2 separate regions of the Lactuca sativa genome follow, and region 1 is linked to region 2. Evidence: chromatin contacts called from public Hi-C data. All regions are on one chromosome and are shown on one strand. Each heading gives the region's core, a stretch centred on a gene start, on an enhancer-like site or on the middle of the called end of the contact. The rest is flanking DNA. Distances are from core to core; before and after follow the strand shown.

Evidence for each region. A called contact is a pair of places that touch in the nucleus more often than the background predicts.
Region 1: a contact with region 2 is called in a Hi-C map of leaf, with 5 times the contacts expected there. The contact joins the promoter of LOC111894870 here to the promoter of LOC111894881 in region 2. A contact is called at or near these places in 2 of 4 Hi-C or Micro-C datasets (both in leaf).

What each region holds. Positions count from the first base shown.
Region 1 is chr4:202,741,080-202,746,486 of Lsat_Salinas_v11, forward strand. It overlaps LOC111894870 (probable xyloglucan 6-xylosyltransferase 3), which reads left to right and starts at 3,460. Exons shown (of 1, transcript XM_023890960.3): 1 at 3,460-5,371. The coding sequence starts at 3,832. The coding sequence ends at 5,190.
Region 2 is chr4:202,611,434-202,616,199 of Lsat_Salinas_v11, forward strand. LOC111894881 (pentatricopeptide repeat-containing protein At5g61370, mitochondrial) reads left to right here and starts at 2,154. Exons shown (of 1, transcript XM_023890969.3): 1 at 2,154-4,384. The coding sequence starts at 2,571. The coding sequence ends at 4,127.

The DNA.
Region 1 (5,407 bases), core at 2,210-4,709, 130 kb after region 2:
AGGAGGGCTTTATGGTGTTTACAGTCAAGAGGGTTAGAGAGAGAAAGATGGTGTTTTCGGCCAAGAAAGTTCAAATGAGGGTGGGGGTCCAGTATTTATAACCCAAGGGTATTGTCGGTGATGGGGTCCACCTGGCACCGACCGTAAATAGTGTTTACGGCCGTACACGAGTTTACGACCGTAAACTCATCTTGGCTGTGAACATGTCGTTTTTCAAGAAAAACGAAGGTTTTTCGCTCGATTTTTGGTTTTTCCGACTCATATAAAACTATAACTATAACCTTGGTTGATTTTTTAACCCAAGAAGTTGACGGAAAATTTAATAAAATTAAATTTTTATTAACAAAGATGGGTTAAATAACGGAATAAATTTCAGGTTGTCACAATATGATCATAGATCTTCAACACAAGTTCATGATATCCTTCAGAACAACCAAATCATCTAAGCAATAAAATCCAAGTCAACCAAATATTGTTTTGCCTAACATAGCTAGAGTCATGAAAAAAAGATTAAGGGTAGAAATACCAAGCATTGCACAAGATGAAAGGTGTAAAATCCACAAATATTCAAATATTCTTGAGATCAAATTGTCTTCCTCCTTCCAAGAGTTCTTTCCTTCTTCACTCAAAAGTGTAGTAAAATATGGCTCAAAATCGGATCTGAAAAGTGACCAAAAAGTATCCCACCAAACTTCCCAAAGTAGAGGCAACACCAAAAATCCGAATTCTTCAATACACGCCTCATGCAGACCGTTTGGGTCATTCACACAGAACACGTGAGTCTCGCTGAGTGCACCATTTGGCCCAATTAAATTGTCTTCTCTTCTCCAAGACGCTTGTAAATGATCCAACCCAAATCCAAGGTTCTTGATAACTCATGATTGCTTCCAAGCTAGCCCATAGCATCCTTTGATCATCCAAAGCTTCAATTTTCTTCATATGATCATCATCCATCATCCATCATCCAAGATTAAGCCCAAGTTTTTCCTTCAACATGTTGTCAAAAGGCCTAATTGCACTACTTCAAACCCACAGATAAAACACAAGCCTCCAGCTTCAAGATTCTGCATTCCCACAATCCTCCATATTCAAAAGTTTTTGAGAAGTTTTGCAATTATGCTCAAAAGACTAGAAAGTATGCGGTAAAGATGAAAAATAACAAAAAGAGAAAATATGCATGAAGATTAACTAAAATGAGACAATATAAGCTAAAATAAACTAGAAAAAGAAGTAAATAAAATGAAACTATCAGCTAGACTTGTGGGAAAGGGTTTTACTCAAGTACTAGGATTTGACTTTTCTCATACTTTTAGTCCCGTGATCAAGGCTTCTATGGTTCGAGTCGTTATATCTATTGAAGTTACAAATCATTGGGTTCTTCATCAACTTGAAGTAAAGAATACTTTCTTAGATGGCCATTTATCTGAAACCATCTTCATGGAACAACCACATAGATTTGTTGGTCTACAACATCCAAATTATGTATGTCGTCTGAATAAGGCTTTATATGGCCTAAAACAGGCTCCAAGAGCTTGGTTTCAACGCCTAAGCTCGTATTATCTAAAGCAAGGTTTTCAATGCACTCAATTTGACACCTCTTTGTTTGTTTTCATTAAGGATCTTGTCGTTTATATCTTCTCGTCTATGTTGACGACACCATTCTTACCGCGAGTGACAAGACTTCTATTCCTCGTTTCATTGAAAGGCTACATCGGGAGTTTCCAATCAAAGACCTTGGCATGCTAAATTACTTTTTAGTTCTTGAAGTCACCTATAATTCTGATGGATTTTTCAAAATAAATCTAAATATACCCATGACGTGCTTACCCGTGCCACTCTCCTTGATGCTAATCATGTAGCTACCCCTCTAGCTATACATGATGTTTTTTTAGTACTGACACACCTTACTCATATCCTACACATTATTGATCCTTAGTTGGCACATTACAGTACCTTATCATCACTCGACCAGATTTATCCTATGCTGTAAACCAAGCTAGCCAGTTCCTTCATGCCTAATAGTTGATCATTTTTAGATGGTCAAGCGCATTCTATGATATGTAAAGGCACCATCTCTTATGGTCTTCATTCTTCCTTCCCTAAATCTACATCTTTAATTGGCTACTCCGATGTGGATTGGACACAATGCATTGAAACACGACGTTATACCTATGGTTATTAAAATTTCTTTGGAGGTAACCTTGTTTCTTGGAGTGCAAAAAAACAACCGACAGTTTCTCGTTCAAGTTGTGAATCTAAGTACCGTGTCATAGCAAATACCGCTACTGAACTTATTTGGATCACCCATCTTCTACAGGATCTTAATGATGTGCCTTCGTTTTGCCCTACTATCTTATGTGACAACTTAAGTGCCATCTTCCTTAGCCAAAATCCGGTTGCTCATCGGCGAGTGAAACATATTGAAATTGACTATCATTTCATCTGGGAACTTTTATCCGATGGCAAACTTCAAATGAGATTTATCCCCACCAAACTTCAAGTTGCCAACATCTTCAACAATCCTCTTGCCGGTCCCTTATTTGCACATTTCTATGACAAGCTTCGTGTTGTTCCACCACCGATCTCACTTGAGGGGAGATAACTATATTCTCCATGAATATATCATTTGATTTATTCTTTGATTGATTGTATATTCCTTATACCCTTATTTCTATTTAACCCTAAAGTCATTGAATACTAATTACTTTGAAAATTATTTCCGCCAACATTATTTCCGTCAATACTAACCAAAGAAATTACAACCAAACTAAGTAATCGAAATTGCATGGATCATGTTTATCAAGAAAAAAAATTAAACATTAAATCTGTAATTTTTTGTAAAATATAAAGACCATTAAAGTAATTTTGCCTTCTTAATTGAAATAAATTAGAGAAAAATATAATAAATTCAAAAGTACAAAGAGACACGAGCCATTACCGAAAAAAAAATTCGAAACTTAAATGCATAATCTTAAAAAAGGTTATAACAAACTCTTGACATCCACATAAACTATTTCTATTATTTATTTGCAAACAATAATCTATAAAAAGAGACAGTTGAAATAAATAGCATTGTTATCCCCATTTCTAAGGTCCAAATATATATTCTGCTCCTTTTATCCGTTTAGGACCTTTTGGTTAATGATTACAAAAAGAAAATTACAACTAATAAATCTTTACAAACCGACTACAAGTTTTTGACATATTTAGAGTCTTGATAAAACAAAAGAATAATAAAATAAATATAATTTTTAGCATATATAGTCAAATTTCGTACAAAATTTTAAGGAAAGTTTTGGAAACTTAGATTTTATATGTATAGAATTGTACTTTTTAGGTAACGCGTTATTATTTGTAATGGTTAATGCATAAGTGATTAGCTGTCTAAAGGTAATTAGTCAAACACAGTTCGAACAAACAACAAGCTGCAAAACATAAAAGATTTACGCGTTCATTAAAACAAAACACTTCGTTTTCATTCTTAAAATCTTACAATTTAGTATTTAATCTAAGTCTCTTCATGGTCTTTTTAATGCTATTTTACATAAACAATTTACACGTACTGACACACACTCATAAACACACACAAACAGTCGGTGCTCTTCTTGCATCTACCATTTTCTTGCATCTACCATCTTACTCTCTCCCACGTTCTAATTATTATAATCTTTGAGTTCTTGATTTTGTCCATGATGGAAGGAAGATTGAATCTTCCCATAACTCAATCACTTGTTTTTTGATTCATAAACTATTATTGATTCTACCACACAAATCTCAATCTCTAAAACCCCTTATCGAGAAATTGGGGTTTGCATTTTCCGATAGAGTATTATGGGTCAAGATGGTTTCACTGCTCAAAAGAGAGGCGCTTCCACACTACCCACTTCCACCGCCCCCAACGGCGGCTCCCGGAGCAGCCGATCTCTCCTCCGCGGCGGCGGCAACCGTCAGATCCATAAAACGCTTAACAACATCAAGATCACAATTCTCTGTGGTTTAGTTACAATTCTTGTTCTTCGTGGTACAATTGGTTTTGGGTCGCTCTCTTCTGACAATGATGTAGAGAACCAAGCAATTATCGAAGAAACTAACCGGATCCTGGCTGAGATCCGATCCGACAAGGATCCGGATGACCCAGAAGAGAATCTAGATCAAACTACAATCAATCTCAATGACACTTACTCACTTGGTGCAAAGATCTCGAATTGGGACGAAGAACGAAGTCTGTGGCTCAGTCGGAATCAAGATTTCCCTAATATCGTTAATGGTAAAGCTCGAATCTTGCTTGTTACTGGGTCCCCACCAAGCCCTTGTGATAACGCCATTGGTGATCATTACCTGCTGAAATCGATTAAGAACAAGATTGATTACTGTAGGATTCACGGGATCGAAATTGTGTATAACATGGCTCATTTGGATAAAGAGCTTGCTGGGTATTGGGCGAAACTGCCATTGATTCGCAGGTTGATGCTTTCTCATCCTGAAGTCGAGTGGATTTGGTGGATGGACAGTGACGCATTGTTCACAGATATGGTATTTGAAATTCCATTATCCAAATACAAAGATCATAACATGGTCATCCATGGCTACCCAGATTTGTTATTCAATCAAAAATCATGGATCGCACTCAACACCGGGAGCTTTCTGTTTAGAAATTGTCAATGGTCTTTGGATTTACTCGATGAATGGGCACCAATGGGGCCAAAAGGGCCTGTTCGTGAAGAAGCAGGGAAGATCTTGACAGCCAATTTGAAAGGGCGACCTGCATTTGAAGCTGATGATCAATCGGCTTTGATATACTTGTTGATTACAAAAACAGAATGGATGAAGAAAGTTTTTGTTGAAAATTCATATTTCCTTCATGGGTATTGGGCTGGATTGGTTGATCGATATGAAGAAATGATGGAGAAATATCACCCTGGATTGGGTGATGAAAGATGGCCTTTCGTGACTCATTTTGTGGGGTGTAAGCCTTGTGGAAGCTATGGTGATTATCCAGTTCAAAGGTGTTTGAGTAGCATGGAAAGAGCTTTTAATTTTGCAGATAATCAAGTGCTTAAGTTATATGGATTCAGACACAGGGGACTTTTGAGTCCTAAAATCAAGAGGATCAGAAACGAAAGTGTTACTCCATTGGAGTATGTAGATCAGTTTGATATTCGGCATTCGGCTCAAGGGATAAGCAACTGAGTCATGATCAGGTGATAATGTTTTGGTGTTCTTTTTGTGGGTTTTGAATTTTAAACAAGTTTATAGTTTTAATTTATTACTAATGTATTTGATTTGGTTCAAAACAATGTAGAATTCTTTTGTTAAATTTTACTATGAAATCTTCTATAGTTGGAGTAATCCAATCATGAAATTTTAATCATATGCTGTTGTTCTTTTTGTTGTTTGTAGGCATGCT
Region 2 (4,766 bases), core at 904-3,403:
CAAGAAAATAAATGTGATCTTTGTCATTTATTAAATATAAGTCCCAATAGTATATTATTGGTGAATAAACAATCACAATAGTAAGGTTTAGTGACTTAATTCATATGACTTACTAAATTGCCAATTTTATTGTTTTTTAGGGTTTATATAGTATGATAAATTTATAAGTTTGATCAAGGGATCGAATGCTAAGAAATCGTAGACTTTTTTTAGGTTTCATGAACCAAATAAATGTTTTGGACTAAGTAAATACATTTTATAATCAGTTTAATGGGTGAGTTGACGAACAAATAATTCATATAAGTATTATTAACTATTTTATGAGTATTAGAATATAATACTTGTAATATAGGCTAAGTAAGGACTATGTATATGATTGTAGGTGTTTAGGGAGCTGGACAATCCATCTTAGCCACTTAAATGGTTTTATCATCTGTTTCGCTTCTTTAGGTGAGTTCTTATGAACTTATTTATTATATGGACTATGTAATTATGTTATGTGAAACCACAAAAATCTTCTTAAGTGAGGGAAGTGGTTATGGATTGGACAACTGGAGAAAAGCCCCCTGGAAAGGGAATCCAGTTGTTAAGTCTGTATGGCCATGTATAGATGGTCGACCACACGAAGCCTATTTGAGGAAGGTGGTCTATGCATGGCAATTAGAGAAAAGCCTCTTAAGTGAAGGGATCTAGTTGTGACCAATAATTAGAAGGCTAGCATACGTTATGTGTTTAGTCTGGATGGCCATGCACAGATGGTCGACCAAGTGAAGCTTCTTTGAGGAAGGTTGTCTATGCAAGACAATTAGAGAAAAGCCTCTTAAGTAAGGGAATGTAGTTGAGACTAGTGATCATAATGCTAGCATACATATGTATTTAGTTATATGTGACATAATGTAAGTGCTATGTGACTTATTATCTTGAAGTATGTGTTATTATGTGTATCGCATATGATCTGTATAATGGGTGCGGAAGTAGAAGCTCGTGAAGATGTCATTTTTTAGTTATGAAATTGAAGAAAGAAGTTAAGAATGCCAATGGTCATATTACCGGTGAGATTGCAAAAATATCTAACGATTATATCTATTGGATCTACTTGGATTTTTATTTGTAACTGAATTTTTATCCGATGAAAATATCCGATTTCATTTTTTCCTTGTACTTGGGTCGTGTCCTTTGGGTCGGTTGTTTGGTTGAATATCATGTGACCAGATAAAAGAAATATCTACAAATTGGAATTGTTTTCGGTTTTGAACAAATTCAAATTCAATTTTTACGCCTCTATACCGATGAAAATAAGCATTGGTTTGGCCATTTGGAATGGGATTCGAAACAACAAAATTCATTTATTTTATTCGGTTTTCAGGTTATTTAGTTATTTAATGCAAAGCCTCGAATTGGAATCCATCCGGATATTGGAAACATAAAATTCTCATTAAAATTACTGTAATTTTAGAGTCGTGTTACTAAGACCATCTGCATCCCATTTCCATTTTTCCTCCAAAAATGGAGTAAAAAATGGGGTAAATAGTGTTTCATCTCCAACCCTATTTTATTTTTATCCCATTTTTACCCCAAAAAGTATATTCCAAATATATTCTATTATTCAAACTTACATAGATTGTCAAACACATCCATTTTACTAATTTGGTTTTAACAAAAATGTAATCTATATTTTTTTCATTACAATAATACTACTAAATAAATAAGATTATATTTATAACATATTTATAAGCTTATGTAAAATACGTCATCGTTTTTTAAAATTTCAATATGTATTTAACTTTTTATAAAAAAATTTGATGAACAAAACATAAACTTTATATTTATAATTAGTTAATATAATTTAATATATAAAAATATTATAAGTATTAAATATTACAATTAAATTATAATTAATAGATAAAAATAAATTATAAATATATAAATATAGGGACTAAAACAAATTTCATAAAATTTATCCGTTAGTGTAACACCATATTTTGTGTTATACCGTTCATATTCAAAATTGAGAAGTAAATGAGATGGATTAAAGAAGAACTTAGAAAAAATAAGGGAAATAATAGAAATGAGAAATAGTTGGAATTTATTGATGTTTGGATTAGCTTTTTAGCTTATTGTTCATAGATAACTTATTATTATTGTTTATAGATAACGCATTTACACGATCATTACACGGGGTGTTTGACCACCTGCTGGTGCTCTCACCGTGTTGCCCCGAGCCGCGACGTAGGACACCAACACGCAACACCTCCTCCAACCCCTTTCCATGTAAACGGCGCCTCGTCATATCCCCTTTGAGTGCTTCTGCTTGTGACAATCGACAGCCCGACGCCAGTTCACCGCACCATCACCGACATGTCCCACCTGTAACTAGTTCCCCAATAGCTAGAGCTCAATTTCGCAGGTTTTACGGTTTAATTTTGTGATTTCAGACGTATAGATCAAAGATGCACGTTTGGAGGGCGATGCTCGTGGAATTTTTTTCATACACACCAGTTGCTCGATGAAATGCCTCAGAGAACAATGGCCGTGTAACTCTGTGCGTTTGCACGGTTTTCCCCAAGAATATGAAGTCTTTACTGAAATCCAAATGGCAGAATGTCGATATCTTGAATCCGAAGCATTTTTTGTTATATCACTACTCTACTTTTCCCCCAACACCACCATCAAATGATCTTCAAAAGCTGTGCGATGTGGTTTCTCATGGGGTAGGCAGTCTAGACGAGTTAGAAGCAACTCTTAACTCAGTCAACGTTTCCTTCTGCTCATCACTCATTACCCAAGTGCTTGATTCAAGTAAAAAAGAAGCACCCACAAGACGACTCCTTAGATTCTTTTTATGGTCAGAAAAACATTCCGATGTTAAACTGGAAGACAAAGATTATAACCATGCTATCAGAGTCTTCTCTGAGAAGAAAGATTTCCTAGCATTAGACATGTTAATCTCAAATCTTGGAAAACAAAATATGGCTATGGAAACCTCAACATTTAGCACTGTATCCGAGACATTGGTGAAACTAGGAAGAGTGGATGAAGCATTGGGAATATTCAAGAACTTACACAAGTTAAAATGCCCACAAGATAGCACCACAGTTAATGCCATAGTTTCTGCTTTGTGCTCAAAAGGGCATGTCAAAAGGGCAGAAGGAGTCATTTATCACCATAAAGATAAAATCTCAAATGTAAAACTTGTTATTTACAAAAACCTACTTCACGGGTTATCTATTCAAGAAAATGTGAAAGAATCAAGAAGAATCATCAAAGACATGAAAGGTGCAGGAATCACTCCAGACCTTTTCTGCTACAACACATTTCTCAAATGTCTTTGCAAGAAAAATTTGAAGTCGAATCCTTCAGGGCTTGTTCCGGAAGCATTGAATGTGATGATTGAAATGCGAAGTTACAAAATTGCCCCCACCACTGTAAGTTACAATATCTTGTTGTCTTGTTTGGGTAGGACTAGAAGAGTTAAAGAATCTTTACAAATTCTCAACACAATGAAAAAAACAGTGTGTTCATGTTCATGTTCATGTGCTCCTGATTGGGTAACGTATTATCTTGTGGCAAGAGTGTTGTATTTGTCAGGTAGATTTGGGAAAGGGAAACAAATGGTTGATGAGATGATTGAAGAAGGTTTGATTCCTGAAAGAAAGTTTTATTATGATTTGATTGGTGTTCTTTGTGGGGTTGAGAGGGTGAATTATGCACTTGAGTTGTTTGATTTAATGAAGAAAAGCTCGTTAGGTGGGTATGAAAAGGTTTATGATTTGTTGATACCAAAGCTTTGTAAAAATGGTGAATTTGAAAAGGGGAAAGAGCTTTGGGATGAGGCAATGAGTATGAATTTGAAACTTGAGTGTTCGAGTGATGTTTTGAACCCTTTGATCACAAAAGTGTTTAAGCCAATGAGGAAGGTGGAAGAGGAAGTTAAGATTGTAGAATCTGATAAAGTGAAAATTGGAGGAAAAAAAGTGAAGGGGAATTCATATGTGAAGAAGGGTAAGAAGTTGTTTATTAGTAATAAAAATGGTAGGAAATTAACAGTGCATAAGAAGGGTAAAAAGAAACGAGCTTCCATGAAAATCAATAAAACTGAAGCTACTAAGATAAAGTCCAACAACTGAACCATGCATATGATATTTATTTTGTTACTAAATCTGTTCTATCGTTTTTACGAGATTTAAACTTAATCGATAATATTAATGCAACTTGAGAGGAGGTGTGTAATGGTATTATGTATTCTATGTATGTGTCAAGACTTATCATTATACATAAAAATGTATGCTCATAAAACTGCTAATTGACTATCACAACTTATGCATATTGTAGGGATATTTAACCCATCTTGAAAGTTAAAATATTGGAAATATGTTCAACTTTACATTCTTATCCTTTATGTTTAACATTTGGATCATTATCATTTACTTACTACCATGGAAAGAATTGCAGGATTCTTAAATATATTCATTTTCATCTTTCTACATCCCTACAATTGAATTTGGGCATGCATGTATAGTTCTGAATAAATTATTGAGTTTTAGTTTTCTTTGAAAGTGTCTTGGTTTTGTCGCTCTTCTACTTAAACACATGACTAATCCATTAAAGATGGTGCCAAAAACACGTGATGAGGTGTTGAAATTTGGCTTTTGAAATCGACATTCTTTTTTATGTTGTACAATTGAATCCTAATAAACATGCCTTCCAAACTCTGTCCACCAGTGCTCGATGTAATGCCACTATGTCAGTTGAAAGAATCCCTTTGT